2 separate regions of the Anas platyrhynchos genome follow, and region 2 is linked to region 1. Evidence: chromatin contacts called from public Hi-C data. All regions are on one chromosome and are shown on one strand. The core of a region is the stretch at or near the end of the contact, and the rest is flanking DNA. Distances in the headings are between cores, read along the strand shown. Region 1 holds the start of C12H19orf12 (chromosome 12 C19orf12 homolog). Region 2 has its middle 27 kb from the start of URI1.

Region 1 (5,446 bases), core at 2,438-4,937:
AGTCAAAAGAATTAGGTGACATTCTAGTAACACAAAGAACAGCTCAGCAGCTGGACCAGCTGCCTAGATAACACAGGGAAGAAAAACTCTAGACATTATCTGTAAATCTTACAAGCCTAAGTATTTTCACCACTGAAATAGGTTGAAACAAAACAAAACATTTATCTTATTAGGTCCATTAGTGATTAATAACACTAAAAAAAGTAATGCTAGTTCATAAGTCAACAGTGAGAACCATGCATGACATTTGGGTGGGCACATAAGGGAACTGAGCTGTGGGTAACTTCTATTACATTTTCACAATCTGTTCTTTCCTGCTCAGCACATAATGGACACAAGTAAGTGTAGTAACTAGGCAAGAGCAAAATGTGTGAGAAAGAAGAAATCTAACAAGAAAGGGAGGCCACTATCTGACATTTTAAAAGGGCAAATCGAAAGCAATCAACACCCAACAAAACATTCAATGTAGGATGAGGTGATAGCTTAGGATACACTTAGGATACTGTAATGAGGCTAACAAGTGCTGTGTGTTTTAATGTAAATTAACACAAGATAATCTCTTCACATATTTAAGTGATGCACTTCAAATTAATTAATATGTATTTAATAGAAGTCTTCTTGAACAGCTGTTATTTACTTCTGGAGTTACTACACATTAGCACTGCCTCCTTTGTTCTGCTCTAAAGTTATTCATGCTCCAAAGTACGTCAAGAACTTGGGCTGTATAAAAATTCAACACTCTTCCCAAAAGAGACTGCCTGATAACTTAATATTTTTTACATTAAATATTCAAACACTTTCTGAACAAAAGGTCAAATTCTATTTACAGCATCTGTGTGAAACAGGCAAGCAGATGCTTAATGCTGCTAGACAAATACTTTCAGCACAAAGAATGATAGAGAACTGGTGATCAATCACATTTCCAGGCTTTAAAATCAGCTTTCCTTTGCTTCTGGTCCCTAAATTCTTCACTTAGAGTTTATATGTAATAATACAGGTCCAAATTACAGCCTGTTCCTTCTGTAAAGTGTTACAGTGGTGTTAAATGAAATACTGACAGTGAAAGTGCTGTCTACAGTATTCATTGCATGTTTTGAGGTATTACACCAACTCATTAAGGTTTTGTCATGCAAAGACTGTGTATGGCATTACTTCAGTACTATAAGCAAGGTCTAAATGAAGTAGTTCTCACTTATCAGTCCTTTTATTCAGCTTAAGGCCCCTCAGAGTCCCAGTCACTGCAGTTTTAGGACACGAATGCGTAGAAACCAAGCCAACAAGCATTCTGGTAACACATTATATTTTCATAAAGAAATGAATGTGATTTTGGCAACTCATTCAGTTTCTTAAAAATAATTATCATCACAGAAAGATGCTTATTAGTATATTGGTTGTAGTTTTCAACTGACTACTTGACAGTGTTTGCTTATGGCATGAAAGCACCGGCAAATGTTCATTGCTTACACACCAGCCTTTCTAGCTTACAGGTTGAGTGAAAATGAAGTTGGTGGCAACTGTATTAGAAAATATTTGTTGGTACAACAATCACTAAGTCTTCTAGGCAATGATCAGACCTGTGAAAGGCCTGACAACAGTCCTAAATACACAAAAGTGGAAAATGTGTCAATTTAAGCACACTGATATTACTAATATCTAAATCTTTCTTTATTTTTTTTTTTAATGTGGCATTTTTCATAATAAAGAGGCCATAAGATGGAACTGATTAGTTATGCTAAGAACTTATCAGTTAAACCAGATCAATGGTTTACTTGATAAATACATCAAAATATGCTAATGGTGAATGAGTGTGTAGAGGAAAAATATATATAAATCCTTGAATGCTCCTACTTTCTGGACATTGTTTGGGATGGAACCATTGTTTGTGATGGAAGTCCAAATACTCAGGACATTAAATCACATGTATAAATGTGGACTTTGAAAAAGTAGTGCTGCCCACAATAAAGAGACACCTGAAAGGATTTTTATAGATTGAAACTTTGTCAGCATACTTAGAAGGAAAAGGGATATAAGCAGAAGAATGCCAAGGTTGTTATAGGGTCTAAACAACCCCTTCTCTAGGAGGTCAACGTTATGTCTAAAGTTATGTCTGCTTTTAATGGGAGTCATGTGGGAGACAGACTAGTCCAAAAAAAGGGAACCTAAAGAGAAGACTTGATCTCATGCTGTGATGTTTTAGAATCACCATTCTGTTAATGAAGCTAAATTTCTTGAAAAAATCTCTTTTGTCTTTGGAAGGAGGATGTATCTTTTGTTCAGAGAAGCATGGGCACTCTGCCAGCTGACAGAAGAAATATGTTTGTATGCTCGCTTTGATATGTACAATATAACTTTCATTAGCATCAGCAGAAGCCTGATGCATACATGTCAGGAGAGAGATCCCAGAGGGTAAACTTAGCTTGCAATCCCAAGGAATGAAAACATATGTCCACATTTTATACAGCCATGACACAACAGGTATTCATTGCTGTGTTTCTGTTGTTCTGTTTTTTCTTTGTTTTGTATTCCTTACAGCTAAAAGATTAAATTTAAGGGGTACCTTTAACAATATAGATAGATCATCACATTTTTCCTCTACATTTTAGAGGAAAAAATGAAAATCCATGTTTCCCTGTCAGTTTTGGTAGAAAGAATTCCATCATAACTATAACTTGCGTATTGGAAGGAACCTGGCAGTTTTAAACATCACTAATACTAGTCTGAAGAGGTACAAAGCTGTAGGAGCTTGCTGGAAAATAACAATAAGCCTTTAATAAAGTTTCCAATTTTTGCAAAAACATTTTGACTAAATTCCAACTCTACTTAAAATGTAATTAAATATTTACATTTATTCTCTAATAAGTATTGTAAGTAAATCAATTTCCCAATTATCTTAAATTTTTGTATGGTATACAATTATTACATTTTTGTAATAAATGCACAATTCTAATGAAAAAATAATGATCTTGAACTTTAATAGAGCCCTTCATTTGAGGAGATGAAAGTGCTGTACATTCATCCATTTATTATGTCTTACAACCCCCCTGTGATGTAGGTACTATTATCATCATTTTACAGATGGGAAACTGAAAGGCTAATTAACTTGTCCAATTTACAATACTGGTAGCTGTAAACTTAGGGTGTCCTATTGTACTCACATGCAAAGCAAAACTCAGCTCATCCTGCAATCAGTATTTACTACAATTTCTTAAACTCCATAAGCACTTTGCATATAGGAGAGAATATATTATAAAAGCCTTTGGAGAGCTGGTTTTGTCTTGGCAGTGGCTTTGAGTGCTACAGAATTCTGCTGCCTAGGAACAAACATCATAGCACCAGTTCATTGTAAAGTGTCACCACGTTCCCCAGTTAGTTATGGAGATGATGTGCGTTTTAATTTAAAGTTATTAGCCACTAAAGTGTACATTTGTGCTTTAATTCAGTGCGATATATCATACTGCATTTGTATACACACAAAAAGAATACTGTTTGACAAACTCATTCTCTCAGTTTACTTATGTGATCCATAAATTTCTTTACTCGCTCAGGATCAACACTGTTTGCCCAATAACCTCCTTTCTTGAAATACGAACCAATTATTAGAGCATTTGCATCCACGTAATTCTTGACATTCTCCATAGTCACTCCAGACCCAATCAGCACAGGAATCTTCACAGCATGTTGAACCTCTGAAGTAGAAAAAAATAAATAAAAAATAGGGTTAAATCCTCTGACTCTAACCCATCTTTAAAATTCTCTAATGACTACATGCTCCAACTTACCTTTGTCTTTGAAAAACTGTATCTCAAGAAACTCATAAGCGTAGTATTTCTTAGTTCTATAATAGAGTGATGCAACTGATTTCAAGAAAACTCCTTTAGCTCTCAATGATTATTAAGAAAATATCACTTTCATTTAATTTTGCATTCTGTTATCATATGAAACACTGCAGAATAATATTCCTGACTGCATATCAGAAGATGGTTTCAGTGGTACAAGAGATGAAAGTCGAGTCTTGGTACCCATAACTGTACCCCTTCTCTCTCCTCCCCCCCTCCACCCACCCACCCCAAAGGAAAAACATCCCTGGTAAGAAGAGATGCTGAATTCAGGAAGCGTTTGCACAGCAAGACCTGACCCATCTATTTAATGTGACTGTTTACCATTGTGCTTAAGTGGCTCTGTTGTGCTTGGGGTACCACATGCAGAAAACAGTTATTTTCTACTGTGTTGCAGTAGCACCTAGTATAGATTCCAAACAAACCAGCTCCATTGTCTTGAGAAAGGATTTACTGCTGCTGGAGTGACCATGGGGATTACCATGTGCTATGTGGATTTTTAACTGCGTTTTCATTTTCCCTCACCTTAAATGAACTGAGTAACCACCTCTTCTCAATCTTTTTATGAAGTAATCAGTATATAGACACAAGAATAAGATGAAATTCTTGCTTCCATTTATTATATCAGCTCACACTCTTTTTTGCAAGTCTGGTGAGATCATTAAAGTGGCAGAACTATTCAGCAGAGCTGTGCTCATTACAATTCTTCAGTCATCAGTTTAAATCACAATAATGGTAGTTGGACTGGCGTGTATTTCTGCCAGGTCTCTGCTGAATTTATGTTGACAACTAGCAGATCTTCACCAAAGAAACAAAAAGGGCCTTACTCACAGAGAACTGAAAAAGAACACACTCTGCTTCACGGCAAATTTCAGCAACACAAAAATAGGAAAGCAAGCAGTGGTTATAGGCTGCATTGATAGCTCCAGCTAGTTTGCTAAAACTCAAAAGACAACACTGATAAAGACTTCTTCTCTTTCTGTAAATATCAACGGAACACAAAATGACAATTTTTCTGTATACAGTATGTGTTACTGTTTGGACCATGGAAAGGTTCTCCATGGACACAAAAGGTTATTAGAGTGCTTTCTGTACAACACAAGACAGTACTAGCTGGGAAAACTAGAAAAGCCCTCGTTCTAGAGTTACTAAGCATCCTTTTCATCCCTTCATTCTGAACTGCCCATCTTAAGAGTCGCTCTCAACACTTCATCCCTTACATAGGGGAATGTTGTGAAGCATTAGTTCTGACCTTTAAGAACATATAAATTGCTTTAATTGGTGACAATATGCTGATGCAAGATGGTTAGAGCTTGAGAAAACTAGGAAAAACATATATGTAAGAAAAAAATGTCTGCTTCAAAACACTGTTTATTTATATAATATTTCATCAGAAGCCTAAGTTATTAATGATGCTTTAGGAAAGAATAATTGTGTGTCACCTTGCTACTTCACCAAAGAAAAGGGATCAATAAAAATACTCTTGAAATTTCTTTTTAGGTCTCATGTCTGTTTTTCCAGCTAGGAACAATAACTGCTTCTTACAATTTTTTAACATAAAAGAATAAAAACATTCCACACAGTACTTATTGAAAATTTTAAACAAAGCA
Region 2 (5,178 bases), core at 2,142-4,641, 58 kb after region 1:
GCTCAGGAGGAGTCTGGGCAGGAGGTGGAGCAGGCAGGCTCTGCCCACACCAAGCCTCTGCTGAGCCTCCACTGAGCCTCAGAGCACATGTGGCAAGTGGCATCAAATTCACAATGAAAAGGGACCCCGAGCTGATCAGGGATGCCCTTGCCAGGTTTTGGTTTGGCCTCAGCATCACTTAAAACAATCTCAGAGTTGCTTTAACTTACAGCAGTGCACAGTTCTGAGAAGTCTTGGGCTGCTGGGGGAGCTGGTCACCCGCCTTCCCTTCCTGATCCACCAGGACCCGCCAAGCCCTTGGGCACTGCCTGTGTGGGCTGAGAAACCACTGCTGAGCAGAGCAGTGTTGAAAGAAGCTCAGAGCACGTCCTGGAGTGCAGCATTTGGGCTTTGTGGCAAAAATGATAAATCTTACCAAAAATATCGCTGAGATGAAAAGTATGAAGTGTTTGCCACTAGTAGTTGTCTAGGGAATAGAGAATAATGAAATAGCAAATTTGAAACCACAAGGGCCTGTAAAACATTGTTTCCCTGCTAAAAATATCTTACGGGAAAATCTTTAAAGCATCAGCCTCCCCCCTTTTTTTTATAGACCTTGTTTCATCCAAGCACTTACTCACGTGCTTAATTTTAAGCGTGTAAGTCATTCTCCCGATGTCTATGGGAAGAACGTGCGTTGAAAGTGCTGGCGTGTGTTAGCATTTGGCTGGATCCGACCATGGCAAATGGTTGTGAGAATCTGGCAGAGGGAGGATGTGCAGAGCCTGATTCTCATTTGCGCCGAGGCTCTACATGGCTCCCCGGGCAGCAGGGCTCTTGCAGAGAGTGCAAGTGTGTGCAAATGCTAAACCACGTCATTAATTTAAAATTCCCTGAAGTTAACCTAAAATAGTCCCATCCAGACACACTGGGCCTGGTAGACCACAGGCATCTGAGCTCTGCGCCTTTGTTCTTCTCTGGGAAGGTCTGGGCGGGAGATCCAGCTCCGGCCAGCTGCCCATAAATCAGCCGGCGAGCCCAGCGCCTTGCCTGCTGTCTGGGCTGGAGAGCGTGGTCTCAAACAGAGACATTAACATTTTCGTTAATAGGGATATCTGTGTTGCTACATAGTCTGAATTGGCCTCTATTACTTATTAATGAAGATCCGAAAGTGCATGTACTTAAGACCTTGCTTAGCTAAGGGGAGTCTTCTAGGGCCAATTTGAGTCCTATTTAATGACTAATGGCTATTGAGACATAATGTCCACTAAGCAGATATCACATCCTATTTAGTATTTAATGTTTAAATATTTAATTAATTAAACACTGCCAAATATTTAATTAAACGCCATCAGAGCCATCCTGACACTTCCACTATGCATAATGCAAAGGAAATCAGGGCTTTCCCTATCAGCCCCACAAGTAATGCAAATTCAGTCTCACATGCAGAAATAGCTGGGGTCTGTGTAGCCAAAATACCCCAAAACATACACAACAGAGTGGGCTGCTTTTTAAAACCCTTTTTTTTTTTTTTTTTCTCTTTTTCAGAATGAGCTGAGCTAAACGTTTTATTAGTAAATCAAGCTCAGAAGTGACACGTAGGCAGAGCAGTGGTACTGTACTCTGCACAGAAACAAGAATGCTATGCTTGTATATTGACTTTTAATTATTTAAAAGTAAATGACTGCTACTTAGCATGGCATACCTGCCAGCAGTTTACACTAGTTTTGCTTAAATATTTACTCTGCTATTCAATAAAAAATGAGTCTACTGAAGCAAAAAATGAGAACCTACCATATCACATGGTCCCTCTCCTACCTGTGGCATGCCAAAGATTTATTCACAAAGAGATGCTAGATTTTGCTGGTTTTCCAGCGCTAAGCCAACATACGGGTTTAAATGATCCAGTTATATTTCCAGCTACAAATCAGTTCCTAATTATCAGCTTGTTACATTTCGTTTCAAATTTACTTATGGAAACTTGGCACATAGAAATATAAAGATCTTTAAATCCCAGTTTCAAAATCTGGACACCCAGCAGGTACAGAAACATTTAGGGCTGAATTGTTTATTTGAATATTTTATTACTAAGCTCCATCCTCTGATGCGTGCTGAAGCTGCTAGGTCGCGTTTCATCACTTCCAGGCTATGTGGGGATGTCTTATTTTAACGTTCCCACATGGGATCTCTCGCTAACAAGGAATGTGGCTACCAGTTGGATAAACCATTATAGTCACATCATTTTTATGCTTGGATTCAAGCCATTTATTAATGAAACGAGGACACACATTTGGGCTTTCTTTAGAGAATCTTACATGATCTTATTGGCTGTTCCAGCCAAATTACCTTTCACTGCAAAGAGCTGATGTTCCAGTTGCTCAAATTGTATTTTACTTATATAAACAGGGAAAAAAGAGAAAAAATGACTCCCACTCTAAGAAGCCTCTATTGTTACGACCTTTATCTTTCAAGTTCAGTGATGCTTTGCTTTGTCCGTTTGCATTTACTGAACAATCAGTTCCTTGAACAGCCAGGAGTTTGCCTACATCTGTAGGCTGCTGCGATGTTTTAAATTTTCATGTTCTCTTGCCCACCCAAGCAATAACCTCAAATTGTATTCACTCATTTCACATCTCTGCTCTTTATAGTCTTTTAAACAAAGGTATGTTGCTGCACAAGGTGGGAGCAAAATGCCATTCTGTGCATACTTTGCCCCCAAATAAATGCAAAAACAGAGTGGAATGGAAGACTTATTTTCCTTGTTTCTTGTAACAAACACTTGATGGTCTTGCTTGATGCGACTTTTATTAACTTTTAGTTTAATCTCATATACATAACGCAGGCACTGTAACTCATTCAAAGCAGGCAGTGGTCTATATACAAGAGATAGAAATGTAGTGGGGGACTGGCAGCCTTGGGCAGGGAGATGAAGGGATGGGGTTGTGGGATGCTTGGGTCTAAGCTCTCCCTGCTGCCCTTGGGCTCAATCCTCTCCCCACCAGTGCCTGTAGGCTCACAGTCCTGGGTGGGATGGGCACAGAAGAGGTACCCGCGATGCCCCCATTCATCTGAGAGATGCTTCCCCAGCAAAGTGGCACTTGGAGCCACGCCGGGACTCAGGCCTGGCTGCAGCTGAGGCCTTTCCATGCTCATTCATTATTCAGCACATCTTGGCCGCTTAATTGAGGCGATGTGGAGCAGTCTCCATTTGCGCATGAGATCGTTGAGGAGAAAAATCAGTGTGGACAGGGCTGTGTCCGCATTTCCAGCTTATGAAGAAACAACTTCAGCCCCACAGGTGCCCATGTGGGGCTACCACCGCGACGGTACCCCTTTGGGTGTGCACTGCCGGCCGTGCACGGTGGCTGCGAACAACACCGCCCTTCGGTGCCGCTCGGCCCCTCAGCTCCGGGGCCGCGGAGCTGCTCGGCCCTGCACAGCCAGGACTGCGGGGCCCGAGGCCGCGGCTCCCCGGGTCTCGCGGGGCACGCCTGGGCCTTCAGCCCGCGGGGCGAGGGCCGCTCTTGCCCTCGGGACAGCGGCCGCCTGTGCCGCCGCCCCCGCCTCAGGCGTGCCCCGTCGCCCGAGCGATTTCGGCCGTGGGACGGGAGCCAGCGGGGTCGCTTCGCTCCCGAGTCTCGACCCGGCCTCGCCGCCCCGGGCCGGCCGCGGGGCGCCGCCGCAGCTCGGCCGTATTGCCGGGGGTCTGCTGCCACCTGGCGGCTCCGCGGGGCCGCCCCACGCCTGCCCGGGCGCCCAGCGGGCGGGGAGCGCCGGCTGCGGGGCTCTGGGGGCTGCCCTGGGGCCCGCACCCGCGGGGGGAACCCCGGGACGGCCGGGCTGCGGGCCGCCAGGGCCGCGCTGGGTCGCCCTGTGGCAAAACAGAGAGACACAGAATGATGGCCGAGGTTGGACGGGACCTCTGGAGATCATCCAGCCCAACCCCCTGCCGAGTACAATGCACAGAACGGGTTTTGAATATCTCCAGAGAAGGAGACTCCACAGCCTCCCTGGGCAGCCTGTGCCAGTGCTCAGTCACCCTCACAGTACACAAGTGCCCCCTCATAATCAGCCAGAACATCCTGGGCTTCAGTTTGTGCCTGCCGCCTCTCAATCTGTCACTGGGCACAACTGAAAAGAGACCTGCTCCACCCTCTCAACACCCTCCCCTCAGATAGTTATAGACATTAATGAGGTCTCCCCTCAGTCTTCTCTTTTCCAGGCTAAACAGGCCCAGTTCTCTCAGCCTGTCCTCGTATGCAGAGCCTAAAAAAACTTGTTGCGGCTCTGAGCGTTGCCCTTGGTTGTCCCCAGCTACGAGAAAGCCCATGGGGAAATGCCAGGCTTTCAGCCACGCGGGTGTGCGGGCAGTGAGTTGGTGCTTATGTAAGGATCATACATGTGGGTGGAAAATGCCATTTTTCGCTCCACAGTTTCAAAATTTATACATTTCTTTGCCTCAAAATTTTATCAGGCATGTTGTTTTCACTGCACATCCTGACTGAATGCAGTGTGGCCTACAAAAATTAGTCATAACAATGTACCTCAGCCAGGATGAGACAAACATTTCCATACACTGCATGCTTCATGGTGCAACCTATGGGCAGATGCTTTTGTCCAAATTCAGCCGAATCACATGTTTTCCAGATGGCTCCATGTTCACAAATAATATATTCCTGGACAGCTCTGACCTAGACATGGGTCAGACTCCATCTCAAAGTGAAGGTATATTGGTAACAAATGTGCTGCTCGCTCTCCCTGCCCTGGTTCTGCGTGAGCATACAGTGATGCGCTGGTGAGAAACATCCTTAGTTCTAAAAATAGGAGCTGGAATCACTGAAGATTTACTGGCTTTTGCTTTGATTTATTGCTGACTGGCTGCTGGAGGCGAGCAGAGCCCTGGTGGCGCCGGGCGGGCAGCGAGGACCCTGCATGAGCCCTGGGCCAGTGCTTGGCCTTGTGCTTCACAGCTTTCCTCTCCCGGCAGGCATCTGCTAGCACCTGATGGCCGCACTCAACCACCCTGCAGCTCCTGTCCCCCTCTTTCATGGAGGCAAAACCCAGCCAGTGATGCTCAGCACTGTGTGCCCTGCTCCCCAGGGATGCTCCGCTGGTGCCCCAGCAGGGCCAGGGCCACAGGGGCCAGTGGCCGTGGCAGCCCAGCCTGCAGCCCCCAGCACTGCTTCCTGCGGGTCAACT

What was found. Hi-C and Micro-C count contacts between places; a contact is called where the count stands out from the background.
Region 2: a contact with region 1 is called in a Hi-C map of F1 follicle, with 2.7 times the contacts expected there. The contact joins the enhancer-like site here to the promoter of C12H19orf12 in region 1. A contact is called at or near these places in 3 of 8 Hi-C or Micro-C datasets (F1 follicle, liver and skeletal muscle).

What each region holds. Positions count from the first base shown.
Region 1 is chr12:19,829,947-19,835,392 of IASCAAS_PekinDuck_T2T, forward strand. It overlaps C12H19orf12 (chromosome 12 C19orf12 homolog), which reads right to left and starts at 3,688. Exons shown (of 3, transcript XM_072043830.1): 1 at 3,591-3,688. LOC101792714 reads right to left here. Exons shown (of 6, transcript XM_072043827.1): 6 at 3,413-3,686. The coding sequence ends at 3,496.
Region 2 is chr12:19,888,245-19,893,422 of IASCAAS_PekinDuck_T2T, forward strand. No RefSeq gene overlaps it. Among named protein-coding and RNA genes, the nearest start is that of URI1, 27 kb to the right of the region's middle. Within about 2 kb of position 3,392, at least 3 of the 8 cell types and tissues checked have an H3K27ac peak or open chromatin away from gene starts, as enhancers often do. A contact at or near this core is called in F1 follicle, where this site is marked.